Linked DNA regions of Mus musculus: regions 2 and 3 are each linked to region 1. The links are chromatin contacts, called in public HiChIP or PLAC-seq and Micro-C maps. All regions are on one chromosome and are shown on one strand. The core of a region is the stretch at or near the end of the contact, and the rest is flanking DNA. Distances in the headings are between cores, read along the strand shown. Region 1 holds the start of Nr4a2 (nuclear receptor subfamily 4, group A, member 2). Region 2 has its middle 130 kb from the start of Nr4a2. Region 3 overlaps Gpd2 (glycerol phosphate dehydrogenase 2, mitochondrial).

What was found. A called contact is a pair of places that touch in the nucleus more often than the background predicts. HiChIP or PLAC-seq counts read pairs in DNA pulled down with a chosen protein or histone mark.
Region 2: a contact with region 1 is called in a Micro-C map of the G1E-ER4 cell line. The contact joins the enhancer-like site here to the promoter of Nr4a2 in region 1. A contact is called at or near these places in 5 of 484 Hi-C or Micro-C datasets (the G1E-ER4 cell line and embryonic limb bud) and 2 of 9 other capture datasets (adipose tissue and pancreatic islet).
Region 3: a contact with region 1 is called in an H3K4me3 HiChIP or PLAC-seq map of embryonic stem cells, with 3 times the contacts expected there. The contact joins the enhancer-like site here to the promoter of Nr4a2 in region 1. A contact is called at or near these places in 7 of 39 promoter capture datasets (the HPC-7 cell line, embryonic stem cells, hematopoietic stem and progenitor cells and 3 more), 7 of 484 Hi-C or Micro-C datasets (CD8 T cells, embryonic stem cells and liver), 16 of 115 datasets of contacts at active chromatin or transcription factors (the HPC-7 cell line, bone marrow-derived macrophages, effector CD8 T cells and 8 more) and 3 of 9 other capture datasets (adipose tissue, liver and pancreatic islet).

What each region holds. Positions count from the first base shown.
Region 1 is chr2:57,112,758-57,116,925 of GRCm38.p6, reverse strand. It overlaps Nr4a2 (nuclear receptor subfamily 4, group A, member 2), which reads left to right and starts at 1,888. Exons shown (of 8, transcript NM_013613.2): 1 at 1,888-2,208; 2 at 3,854-3,975.
Region 2 is chr2:56,978,979-56,982,890 of GRCm38.p6, reverse strand. No RefSeq gene overlaps it. Among named protein-coding and RNA genes, the nearest start is that of Nr4a2, 130 kb to the left of the region's middle. Within about 2 kb of position 1,785, at least 2 of the 459 cell types and tissues checked have an H3K27ac peak or open chromatin away from gene starts, as enhancers often do. A contact at or near this core is called in the G1E-ER4 cell line, where this site is marked.
Region 3 is chr2:57,255,114-57,259,337 of GRCm38.p6, reverse strand. The region is part of intron 1 of Gpd2 (glycerol phosphate dehydrogenase 2, mitochondrial); the gene reads right to left. Among named protein-coding and RNA genes, the nearest start is that of Gpd2, 19 kb to the right of the region's middle. Within about 2 kb of position 2,702, at least 57 of the 459 cell types and tissues checked have an H3K27ac peak or open chromatin away from gene starts, as enhancers often do. A contact at or near this core is called in CD8 T cells, effector CD8 T cells, embryonic stem cells and 4 more, where this site is marked.

The DNA.
Region 1 (4,168 bases), core at 639-3,138:
GGAAGGGGAAGGGAACCCGGGAGGGCGCCTGTGAGCTGGAGTTGCTTCTATTTTGGGCCCAGCCTGGCCGGTGCGTCAATGCCTGCGCCCCTGCGTCACCGCCACCCCCACCCCTTCCTTCTCCATTGCTCTCCAAACTCTCACTTTTTCCCTTTCGTTCGCGTGGAATCGCTCCTGCCCACGGGGCGCTGACGCTGCCGAGCTCACACTAATAAGTTGTTCTTCACCCTGCCCCCCTCTTGCACCCCCACTTCCTGGATTTTTTTTTTTTTTTTTTTCCTCGCGCCCATTAGGGCACCGCTGAGCCGTAGCGGCAGCAGCTGGAGAGGCAGCCGCAACATCTGGGGGAAACTTAAGGTGGTCACGTAGGTTTCCCGGAGGCCGATGCACAGTGGAGCCCGCGGCTTGTCTGGGCAGCCGCAGGGCACCCGATGGCAACGCCTCTGCAGCCACAGGCTCGCTCAGCTTGGAGCTGGCAAAGGCGGAGGTGCAGGCTAGGAATGAGCAACCCCACAACCCCGAGAGTTCCGCGGTGTTCTCCCGGGGTGTTAGGATCACCGAGAGGGGGCCGAGGTGTATATTGCACACACACACACACACACACACACACACACACGCACGCGCACACACACACACACACACACACACACACACACACACACACACACACACCGCTCGCCCGGGTAGCTTGGGAGCGAGCCAACGCTCGGGAGAAGGGGAGGAGGAGCGCTGTCCTGGGAGAAGAAGGGGACCCTACAAAGTCGCTCTCCCTTGGCCTCAGTCCCTTCCTGGTCTTGAGAGAAACCCGAAGAGGCCTGTCTGGCCAGCTTCACGGGGGTACTGGGAGTAGGGTTAGCCCTCTGGAGGATCTGCGATTCCTTTGCTAGAAAGATCCACGCGCTTGGGAGGAGGGGGAGCGGATTGTCTTGCAGAGCGGAGCTGGAGGCGATTGAGAGGAACGCGGGGGTAGGGCACGCTCCCACAGTTCACCCGGACCCTGGGCTGGGGCAATGGGCACATACTCTCCGTTTTGGGCGAGACCCACCCCGCCTCGAGCTCCACTCCCCTTGCTGCTTCTCCCTCCATGCTTTCTTCTTGGTTGCAGGCACGACAGCCCCTGCGTTTCAGAAACCTGTGAAAGGGACTGAAGGGCTTGGTGGGCACAGCGAAATGTCAACTCTGTCAAGAGTTGACCGAGGGGCTTGGGGGCGATGGTTCAGATCACCTCTGGGCTGGAGGCGCACCTGTTGCCGGATCCTTTAATGTATTGTCTGCGAGAGAAAGCTGGCAACAGTTCACTCCTACTTGTGGGGTCCTCTAAGACTTGGCTCACTGTCTACCCTCCTTCCTCCCACATTGCTTTAGATAGTACGTCTTTTTAGTTTCTGTAAAGAAGGGGAAAGGGCCTGACCTCTCATCCTTCGAAGCGGGAGGAAGAGTGGGTTTTTAAAAAGGGAGAAGGGGGATGCACGGACTAGGGGAATCCCATCTAACGCCCAAGTCTTTGGAGAGTTACGAGCCACGGGACAACTGTCTCCACTTCTGCTAAAGGGTGTGAGGAGGGTATGTTGGGGAGCTGCAAGGCACACCTCTGCCCTCTCGGCCCAGGTGCTAGCTACCTGGCCCACGCGAGTGTTCTTTTCCGTTCAAGCTTTTGTTGCACCCTCCCCACGTGTGAGGACGCAAGGTCTGGGGCGGGGGAGGGGCAGGTGGAGCGTAGCATCACCACGGACTTCACGGACCTGGGTTGCAGAAGTCACACTTCTTTCGGAAAAAAAAAAAATCCACCCAAGTGGGCTACCAAGGTGAACCGTTCCCACCTTAAAATCAGCCCCAGTCGTGACGTCAGGTCGGAAATATACCAAAGCGAGCGCGGGCCAGGAGTCCGGGGAGCGCGGCGGCTCGGCGATTGGACCGCGGGCCGCTGACGCGGGCTGACGCGCGCAGACTTTAGGTGCATGTTGGCAGCAGCAGCTCGAGCCACATAAACAAAGGCACATTGGCGGCCAGGGCCAGTCCGCCCCGCGGCTCCGCACAGCTCCGCGTCCCTCTCTCCGGCCCCGCTGGCTGCCTCCCTCTCCTGCGGCCGGGCTGGCTGCGTGTGGCTCTCCGCGCCCCGCTTCCGCAGCGCTCCCGCGGACCCGGGCTCCTCTGCTCCCGGAGGGAACTGCACTTCGGCGGAGTTGAATGAATGAAGAGAGCGGACAAGTGAGTAGCTGCGGCGGGGCCGCCCGCGGTCACGCGTCCTCCCGGTCTCCGCGTACCAGGGAACGGGTTCTCTGCAAGTGGTCGCCCGAGCCGCGGAGCGCGAAGGGGCTGGGGAAGGGGGATGGCGAGTGGGCGCGCGCAGCTCCGCCGAGCCTCTGCTGGAACTCCGGTGCTAGCGTAAAGGGGGGGGAGTTGGCTGCCGGCAGAGGTTTCCAGGCTTCTCATTGGTGGATGTGGCAAGGGGACTCCCACAGTTTTAGGAGAAGCGGACTTGCCGGTGGAGATGTGCGCAAAGTTTGCTCTTGGTGTGAAATTGATTGTGGCTTGAGGAGGCTCCATCTCGCGAACATGTGGGAAACAGTCCGGGAGAGAAAGTTTACGTGTTGCTTGGGAACAGTGTCGCTCGGCTCGCCCGCTGGTGGAGGTTTCCCGGATATCGTCGAGTAAGGGTAGTGTCGGTAGAGGGTCCTGTAGCGAAGTTGCCTGAAATGACTGGTTTTGATATATGTTGTCCTTGGATAGTGTGTCAGTGTGTGCGTGAGGTAAAGAATACGGTTATGAAACTGTGACATAGCCACGGGTTAATATCCAGAACAGACATATTTTCAAGGGCGGCGGCGGATGGGGGTGGGGAGATAAAGCAAAAGTCCTCTGGTTTGTCTTGTTAACCTTCTCCGCTCCTTGAAGCAAAGCAAGATTGTGGAAGAAGTGGGGGGGGGGGCGGAGAGGGGAGGGAGCAAAGGAGAGGGTGTTCAGGTTTCTTTACTTTATCAACAAGATCGTCTATGCTCTAGAATGCCTTGCAAGTGGGAACATCTGAAAAAAAAAATAGCTAGGACACAAGAATGCCTTGTCCCAGCAAGTAGGCAGCCTGTGGAAAGCATTGTGGAGAAGGTGTCCAGTTTGCTGTGCTGAGAAGTGCTTCTAACTTTGGTGCCAATATCATATGCGTAATATTTCTTTCCCTCTGCAGTTGACCCAAGATACTCCTGGTAAAGTAGAGATCTCTCTCATCACCTCTGGGCCATTAAAGATGTTGAAAATCCAGTTCTCTGGAGGAACACCAATTCGCTTGTCCCTTAAGATCCTGTGTTGAACCAAAAGCAATTACTAAAGCTACACACTTGCTCCCACATTGGCTGTTTGGTTGTCCAGGCCTTGCTAACGTTTCCTAAGGGTTGGATCTGTATTTTTTTTTTCACGGTTTACTCTCGAGTTCTTTTAACTTTCTTTCTCCTTCTAAGAGAAAAGTCCACTGGACTCTAAGAGAGATATTAAGAGGAAGCTTTGATGCTGTGTTTTTCCTTTACCCAGACTTCTTAGGTTTGACATAAAGTAGAATGACAAAGGCCCTTCCATCTACAGCAAAGGGGCCAATTCATTATATTGATCAGTATCTGGTAGACTCATGGGATAATTTCCCCACAGGATGCTTTCTCTGCAGGGATTTACACTGGGAGATGAGCGGCATTATCTGCTGTTTAGCCACCTTGTCTCTGCACATTTCATTTTAAGATGCTGTTGGGTAAAGTCTTCACACTCATTTCCAAGGAAGCACTTGAAGGGCCTGCTGAGTGAGTCTGCATCTGCCCAGCCCAAGTCTCGGTGGGAAGACATCCTGAAACTTCCTGTGTCTGTATTTCAGGGAGATCTGACGGGCTGGATTCCCAATAGCTCTTTTTTAAAATCTTGGAAACTTTGTCCTTCGCTGAATTACGACACTGTCCACCTTTAATTTCCTCGAAAACTCCAATAACTCTGCTGAAGGTCAGTGAGCTTTATCTTTCATTACCTTTCCTGAGTTCCCCCATACCCTCAGAAAAACAAAACAAAACAGGGCAACAGGATCTTTCCAGGCCAACCCTGTGCCTTATAGTCACAGAGGACAACTTTCTTATTGTGCAATTCAACTTCATTTCTAGAGCATGGCTTCTAGAAATCCTGTCGACCCTGAGCTTCA
Region 2 (3,912 bases), core at 536-3,035, 130 kb after region 1:
TCGTGGGTCAAATGGGCCCAGGAGAGCTGCAGTATGCCTTTGCTTTGTGTTGTTTGTTGGCAGAGTAGCTAATGCCTAAATTGATAAGTGATTTGTGCATGTTGGGGAGACACTATTCTTGTTATCACTAACTTTTCTTTTGCAGTGTGGTACACGTTATTTCTAAGCAAACGAGACTTGGCAAAGTAGTAGAGGTGACCTGAGTTGTTGACTTGCCTGTTTGGAAAGTGTGATTTTTCCATTACAGATGAATAGATTTCACACATGCTCGTCCAAGCAGGTGTCTCTGGTTTCCCTGCCCCTCCTCTCCTCAGTGCGGAGTCCTGTCCTCCTTCATCTCATTCAGGTTGTGCTGCTTTGTATCTTTCACTTTTATTTTTTTTCCTCCTCCATTTTATGTAAATTGTCTGTGGATAATAGAATAAAATGCTTTCCATGGAGCTGAACAAATATAGGTCATATTATCAGGAACTCTTTCTCTCTTGAAGTACACAGGTGACTTTGCATATAATTCTAATTATTCAGTTTTATGCGTAGGACTGAAACCGTGAACAAAGTTGAGCTTCGGGTATGGCAAACTTTCATTTTCCTTCATAAAGTATGACTCCATAGACACACACACACACACACACACACACACACACACACACACACACACACAAACCCAAACTACATGAAAACATTGAACTTTAGTCTATGTATAGTATAAATTAGACAGGAAACTTTGGTTTCTTAGAAGATAGATTGGATTATCTATTCACTGAGCAATTTTATACTTCACTTATCTGTGAACCTGCTTTTAAATCTCTAAATGTTTCTATTTTATAAACTTTGCATGCACTTAAGGGGCTCCCTTATACACAAATTTATGTTAACTCAATAAATACACCATTCATTCATTCATTCATTCATTCAATAAGTAAGGTTAGCTCTATAAGACTTGGAACTGGATACTTGTTTTATATTATTATATTTGGTTTCACATTAATAAAGTTAGTGGTCTTCAATATGAATTTCTTCACAACAATATACGATCATTATATGATCTTATAAGAATCTTACAATATAGAATGACACTTGTCCATAAAGAATCTGACCCAAAGCCTCTCACATCTCTAGAGCTTCAGAGGCTGTGTTAATTTGCCTCACTTACAATAAAATATCGCAAACTGGGTGATTTATAAATAATAGAAAAGTTTTCCCATAGTCCCAGAAACTAAAAAGTTTTACACCAAGGCCCTGGTGGATTCCATATTCGGACTCATTCTTCTACCTGGTTCAAAAGCTGCTGCCTTTTTCACTATGATGGAAGGGAAATGGAGATCTCTTTTACTTTATTTTTATTCATTTTAATTATATTTGCATGGGTGCTTTATCTACCTGCATATGTGTGTACCATGTGTTCCTGGTCCCCATTGCAGCCAGAAGACACTGGTTTCCTGGGGACTAGAATTACAGACAATCATGCAGTTATTTGTGTGGAGGGAATCTTACCAGGGTCCTCTGGTTCTTACCTGATCTAAGTCCACAGGGACAGGGTTCTGAATGGCAAGGTGTTGAATGGGAGGACTGAGAATGAAAAAAAAATAAAGAAAACAAGAAATAAAGAAGACAAAAGAAATAGCTGGGACCAGAGGGTCTTGCATAAGCTGATGACTTGTGCCAGATAAGTTTATTAAGAGGCTTAGCATCATAATATTTGCAGGGAGAAATAGACAAGGTCAGTAGAGAGCTAAGTCAGACAGTGTTGACAAAGAGAACATGGGATATCGGATTCAACTGTCTAAGGACTGATAACCATAGCTCAGGGGAAAGAATGGGGTCCCTAAAAATTGTTATTTTCACTCCCATGAGGCACTGGATCCAGGACTGGCCTGGCCTTGACAAGTCCACCCCTGGACAAGAACACATTCCTGAAGTTCCCTTTGTCCTTTCATCTGGGCCTCTGAGAAAATCTCAAGGTGGCCTCTGAGATATACTCTGAACAGCTGAGTCATCTGTCCAGTTCCTGAAACCTTATTTAAAAAAGTACCTACCCATATAACATGCCTCTTGATAGATGGCCATGGCTGATAGGACTCTGATCTATGAACTGTATTGGAAGATAAGAGTTCCACATGAGAACCTCAAGCCACAGGGCATATGGGGGCCCCAAACCTTCAGCATCTGATATTTAAAACCTACCAGGAGGCTGTGCAATACAACAAGAACACTAAGTCTGAGAAGATGAGGTCTCCTGAGTGTGTTCATTTTGACTCAAGGTCATCTTAATATCATTATTGATCCTTCCTAGTAATTCCCCATGCTCTAGCACACTGACACTCAAAGTTCATTCTTTTTCAATTCTTAAACCACACACTCAGACTGTGGTCTGAAGATTCTCAGTCTTTCCAACCATATCTTTCTTTCTTATGAGGCATTTCTCTTAAAGTTCTCTCACTTTGGCTTCTACTTCTTGGAGAATGCATATGAACACAGATGCTCATTAGCGATGGTTGTTTTAAAGAACACATTTATTGCTGATTATGTGCAAAATGCATTTATTGAGCTCCGTGCGTGACTCAAAAATGAGCTCAGTGCATGATGCAGTTCATGACAGATTTTTATTATTTTGAAGAAGTGACAGCATTATATTGACGAGTGATATCATAAGGCTGAAAGACTGAATATTGAAAGCTTTTACCCCTTAAAAGAGAGTTACCATAAAAATTAATGATAGACAAAATAAAACTAAAGGACACCTTTTAAAACAATGTCATTTAGAAATGTGGCACCAGTGAATTTTCAGTCTCTCATGTACTTGTCTCTAGCATAATTTCTCAAGCAAAATGAGTGAGAAGAAACAACATGACAGGAGATTTACAACATGGATTTAATTTGGCCTATGATCTTGCTATGGATTTTGCTAATCATAGTGCTCTATGAATTAAGGACAGGATGTTAGTGCAAAGTGAAGAGGTTTGGCTTTAACAGATTTCTCGACTTTATTGAGACCTTGGATTTTGGATTAGATCCTCATTTTTTTTTCTTGTGCATGTGAAATGTTTTATTATCATTTATTAGCTGCCAAAATGCATATCAGTATCACTAAAGGGCAAAACTCCTCAAGGAAACTGAGGCTGCTAAAGTTATCCAGGGGTCTCCATTGATTTAACTGCAGCCCCAGGATACCTTCCATGTGTATAAGCCTCCATCTTTAGAGACCAGTTTGACTTGAATTTTCTTTTTCCCACTTGTGCTTCCTGGCACTGGCATTCCCCTATACTGGGGCATATAATCTTTGCAGGACCAAGGGTCTCTCCTTCCAGTGATGGCCGATTAGGCCATCTTCTGCTACATATGATGCTAGAGACACAAGCTCAGGGGGTATTGGTTAGTTCTTATTGATGTCCCTCCTATAGGGTTACAGACTCCTTCAGCTCCTTGAGTACTTTCTCTAGCTCCTCCATTGGGGGCCTTGTGTTCCATCTTATAGATGACTGTGAGCATCCACTCCTGTATTTGCCAGGCACTGGCATAGCCTCACAAGAGACAGCTATATCAGGGTCATATCAGCAAAATCTTGCTGGCATATACAATAATGTGTGCTTTTGGTGGCTGATTATGGGATGGATCCCCTGGTAGGGCAGTCTCTGGATGGTCCTTTCTTCTGTCTCAGATCCAAACTTTGTCTCTGTAACTCCTTCCATGGGTATTTTGTTCCCCATTCTAAGGAGGGACAAGGTATGCACACTTTGGTCTTCCTTCTTCTTGAGTTTCATGTGTTTTGCAAATTGTATCTTGGGTATTCTAAGTTTCTGGGCTAATATCCACTTATCAGAGAGTACATATCATGTGAGTTCTTTTGTAATTGGGTTACCTCACTCAGGATGATATCCTCCAGATACATCCATTTACCTAAGAATTTCATAA
Region 3 (4,224 bases), core at 1,453-3,952, 140 kb before region 1:
CCTGGGTTCAATCTCCAGCACCCAGGACTATCACAATAAATCACTAAACACAATACTATCAATGCCTTCATTTCTTCCTTAGTCCAAGTGTCCGTCCCATCTCAATTTTTCCTTTACCTGCATTATAAAGGTTTTTTCTATTTCTTCCAAACTATCGGGCTGGTGATAATTTGTACAAACTTTAAGCTCTCTATGTACTTCCAACTTATCACCATGGTTAGAAACTGAGAGCCAAATTATCTAAAACTGTGTTCCAAAAACAAATAAATTGCTCCAAACATTGAAAAGAGGCCACAAAGCAGCATCTTAGCACTTGGACTTTCCTCCTCTGGCTTTAACACTGGTGGGCATTTCATTTCTCCCTGTCTCTTCTCATCTTGTAGGTTAGATAATGTGTGCATCTTGATGTAAGAAATATGGACATAGCAAATAACCCACAGTTCTTACAAACACAAAGAATTCCAAGTTAGGCATAATGGGGAATACCTGTCACTAGGGAAGCAAAAACCTGAGGATTCTAACTCAAGGCCATTCCACACAGAGCTGCAAATCCTCCTGGCTGAGAGACTCTGTCTCAAACATCTAAAATCTGGGTAGCATGTGGTGACCCACACTTTTGATCCCAGCATTTGTGTGGAGGCAGAGGAATGGAGATCTTTGTAAATTCAAGGTCAGCCCTATATGTATAGTGAGTTCCAGGCCATCTATAGTTACATAGTGAGACTCTGGCTAAACATACATAAAAATAAAAGGAAATACCTCACTGATGAGTGACAGCCCTATACAGGAGGAGACAGAAGGATTATGAGTTTGAGCTACATAAATCATCTCAGAAAATACAAAATAAAAGTGTGGGCCCCAGCAGAGGGCTCTGTGAAGAAAGTGATTAGCATGCAAGTGTGAGGATCAGTTTGGGTTCCCAGCACCCTGTAAATGCCAGGCAAGCATGGCAGCCCATCCGGAATGCCAACACCCGAAAAGAGGAGACGTGGGAGCTCAAGCTGGATAGCCAGTCTAATCAGTCCAGCAAGCTCTGGGTTCAAGTAAGAGCTCTGTCTCGATACAGTAGGTGGGGCTCAATTGAGGAAGACGACAGACTTCAGACTCTGGCCATGTACATCGTACACACACACAAATATACAAACAAACATGCACACAACACACATGCTGGTTAATTTGATGACTACTTGAGATCCTCTCATCGGAGAGGCAGGATCCTCAATTAATAAAATGCCTCCCTAAGATTGTATCATAGGCAAGCCCATAGAGCATTCTTTTTCCAATTAGTGATTGATGGGGAAGGGCTCAGCCCATTGTGGGTGGTGCCACCAGTGAGATCTTGGCCCTGGGTTCTATATGAATGCAGGCCAAGCAAGCCAGTAAGCAGCACCTCTCCATGGCCTCTGCATCAGCTCCTGCCTCCATCTCACTGCTCTGACTTCCTCAGGGATGGACTGTGATGTGGAAGTGTAAGCCAAATAAACCCTTTCCTCCTCAAGATGCTTTTGGTCATGGTGTTTTATTACAGCAATAGTGCCCCTAACCACTCTCACACAAGATTATTTCAAAGCGCACACATACACACACATATGCATGCACACAACTCAGCTTTTATACCCTCACCTACATAGACCCACACTTACCTCAAAAATTAATACAGTAAACCTCTCCTGCTCTACAAACAATTGGAGTGTCTTTCTATACTCAAAACAGATTTTAAAAAGTTATTTTTTAACTGGTGTGGATAGAAAATGCAAAGCTCTTTGTCTTCTAACCACACATATGCATATCACCTCAGCTAATTGGAATCAATATATTCATTTGTATGGCAAAGTAGAGTCACCCTAGTTCTAGACAACATTTTTGCCAAATGGCACGAATATACCTACATTTATACTCTGCATCATTAAAATAGGATTATGTATAATTGATACCTCTTTATAACACAGGGTTATATATCATATGTAAACAGTGTATGTTCAACATAATTTATAACTAAACTATTGTCAGTATCGTATGTTGACACTTTCAAGTCTTTTTCAGTACATACAAGTGCCTCTAAGATAAAGTAATTAAGTCCAATTTCAAAATGTGAGCTATATTTTTGTTATTGCTATATTTTAGAACTCAAATACACACCACACACACATTAACACAGGAAAACAAAAATCAAAAGCTCTTAGAATATAACCAAAGCAAGAATTTGAAATATTCAGAAAAATATCCCTTAGCCATCTTGCCAAGTGAAGAAGGCAGGTAGAGGGCCACTGAGTCTGAAAGTGTGCAGCCTGCTAGATACCCAGCACAGCTCTGAGGAGGATCCCTCTGTTGTCATGGATTGGGGGTGTTTTATAAACATAAGATCCTCTTAAGATATTTTTAAATGACAAGTGCTATGAAACAGTAAATAAAATGAGTAACAATTTAGAGTAACTGGGTGTGGGGGGGGGGTAGGGAGTAGTGACAGCATTGAATTTGGATAGTGTTCATGAGTGTGCTGTGGGGAGGTCTCTTGAGAAGAGGTCAGCATATAGTTCATGAGGGAAAGGCTTTTGCAAGAGGCCAGCAGACAAAGATACTCTCAGCCTGTACAGGCGCCACATCTCTGGTATGCCAAAAGGCCACTGTGGCTGCATCAAGTGGCCTCTGCAGTTGGTCCCAGCTGAGGTCAGAAGGAGAGACAGGTGCCAAGTCACACACGACCTCCTCCTAGCAAGGCTTTCATTCTGACAATGCGGGAGACAGGAAGTCAGTGGAGGGCTTTAAGCTACAGCACTCAGATGAAATTTGTGTTTCAAAAGAAAGACTCCAGAGTGGTCTGCGGATCAGATCGCGGTAGAGCATTTGCCTACCAGGAGAGGTCTTTTATTTGAAACCCAGAGATGGAGGGAGATCAGAGTGGGTAGAGTGTATAAAACCAATTTGGTTGGTTTTTTTTGGTTTGGTTTGTTTTTTTTTTTTTTTTTACAGAACACAGCCATGCTTATCAATATATGAAATGTATGAAAAGGAGGCAGAAGGGACTAGAGAGAGAAAGAATAAAGAACCTCCCTGAGAAAGAAAGAAAAACACACAAACTGCAATCAAAGAATAGTATCTACAGTAGGAAAACCCACACTTCCGGAATCATCTCAAGTACAAAAACCTATTGGACACATACTTGAGAGACTGCTCCCTCCCTCTCATTCACTGTGACAGGCTGATACAAAGAACAGCCTCTCCAATACCCACAGAGGTAGGTGTCTTCACATCTAATCCCCCTGGGGCTGGGGTTGTTTGCCAATTACCTTCCCATATACACACACAGTCCTCATAACTGGAACTGATTTTGGACATGTGTTGCAAAAGGATCTCGGGTCATATCTACCATCTGCTAACCTGCTGTGTGAAGCAGAGTGACCCAGTTAAATGCACATGTAATAGGGAAGAGAGACTGTATATGGTTAATTACAGTTACTCATTTTTATGGGTTTGAATCTTGACGAGGATGCTTGGCCCTCTTCCCCACCACCACCACCACCATCCCATTTTATTTCATAATTTCCCCCCTATTGGAGACTGAAGAGTGAAAGTCAATTGCCGGAACATTGTTGTCACACTAGAAGCTAAAGGGCCCTGCATTTCAATTCCAGCTCAGAAAACACTCTTGACTGAGCAGTTGCAATTCTCCAGACCCCAGTGGACTAGGCTAACACTGTTGTCAGTCAAATCACAGGGTGGATGGAACTCGGCAGAGCACGTTAGCAATTCAGACTCAACAGCCTCTCCTCAGCCAGGAACTCTTAAGATAATGCTGAAGGAATCAAAGCCGAAAGATTTAGCACAGAGCTTGAGCCCAAAGCTCACCAAGACACAGGCAGGAAGCAAGTGACTTGTAAAATGGTATTTCTAATAGGACTCTTGTCAAAACTCCAGGTTCCAATATCAATGAGGTGACCTTCAGGACCGACCTCACCCAGTGCACTTCTGCCTACTCCCGAAACCATTACCTCAGCAGCTGCCAACAACGTTATGTTCTGAGGCAGCTGAGTGCTTCCACAGAGACTGTGACCTGACGTGTTCAACCCAGCCTAGGACAGCCTCAGCCTTTAAAAAATAGATACCTGGCTTCTCTGGACCTCAAGACCGGAAGTGGAATAATGTACCTACGTATTAAAAACAATAACCAGGTGTCCGGCCCGGTGCATATCTTTAGTTCCAGCACTGAGGAGGCAGAGGGAGACA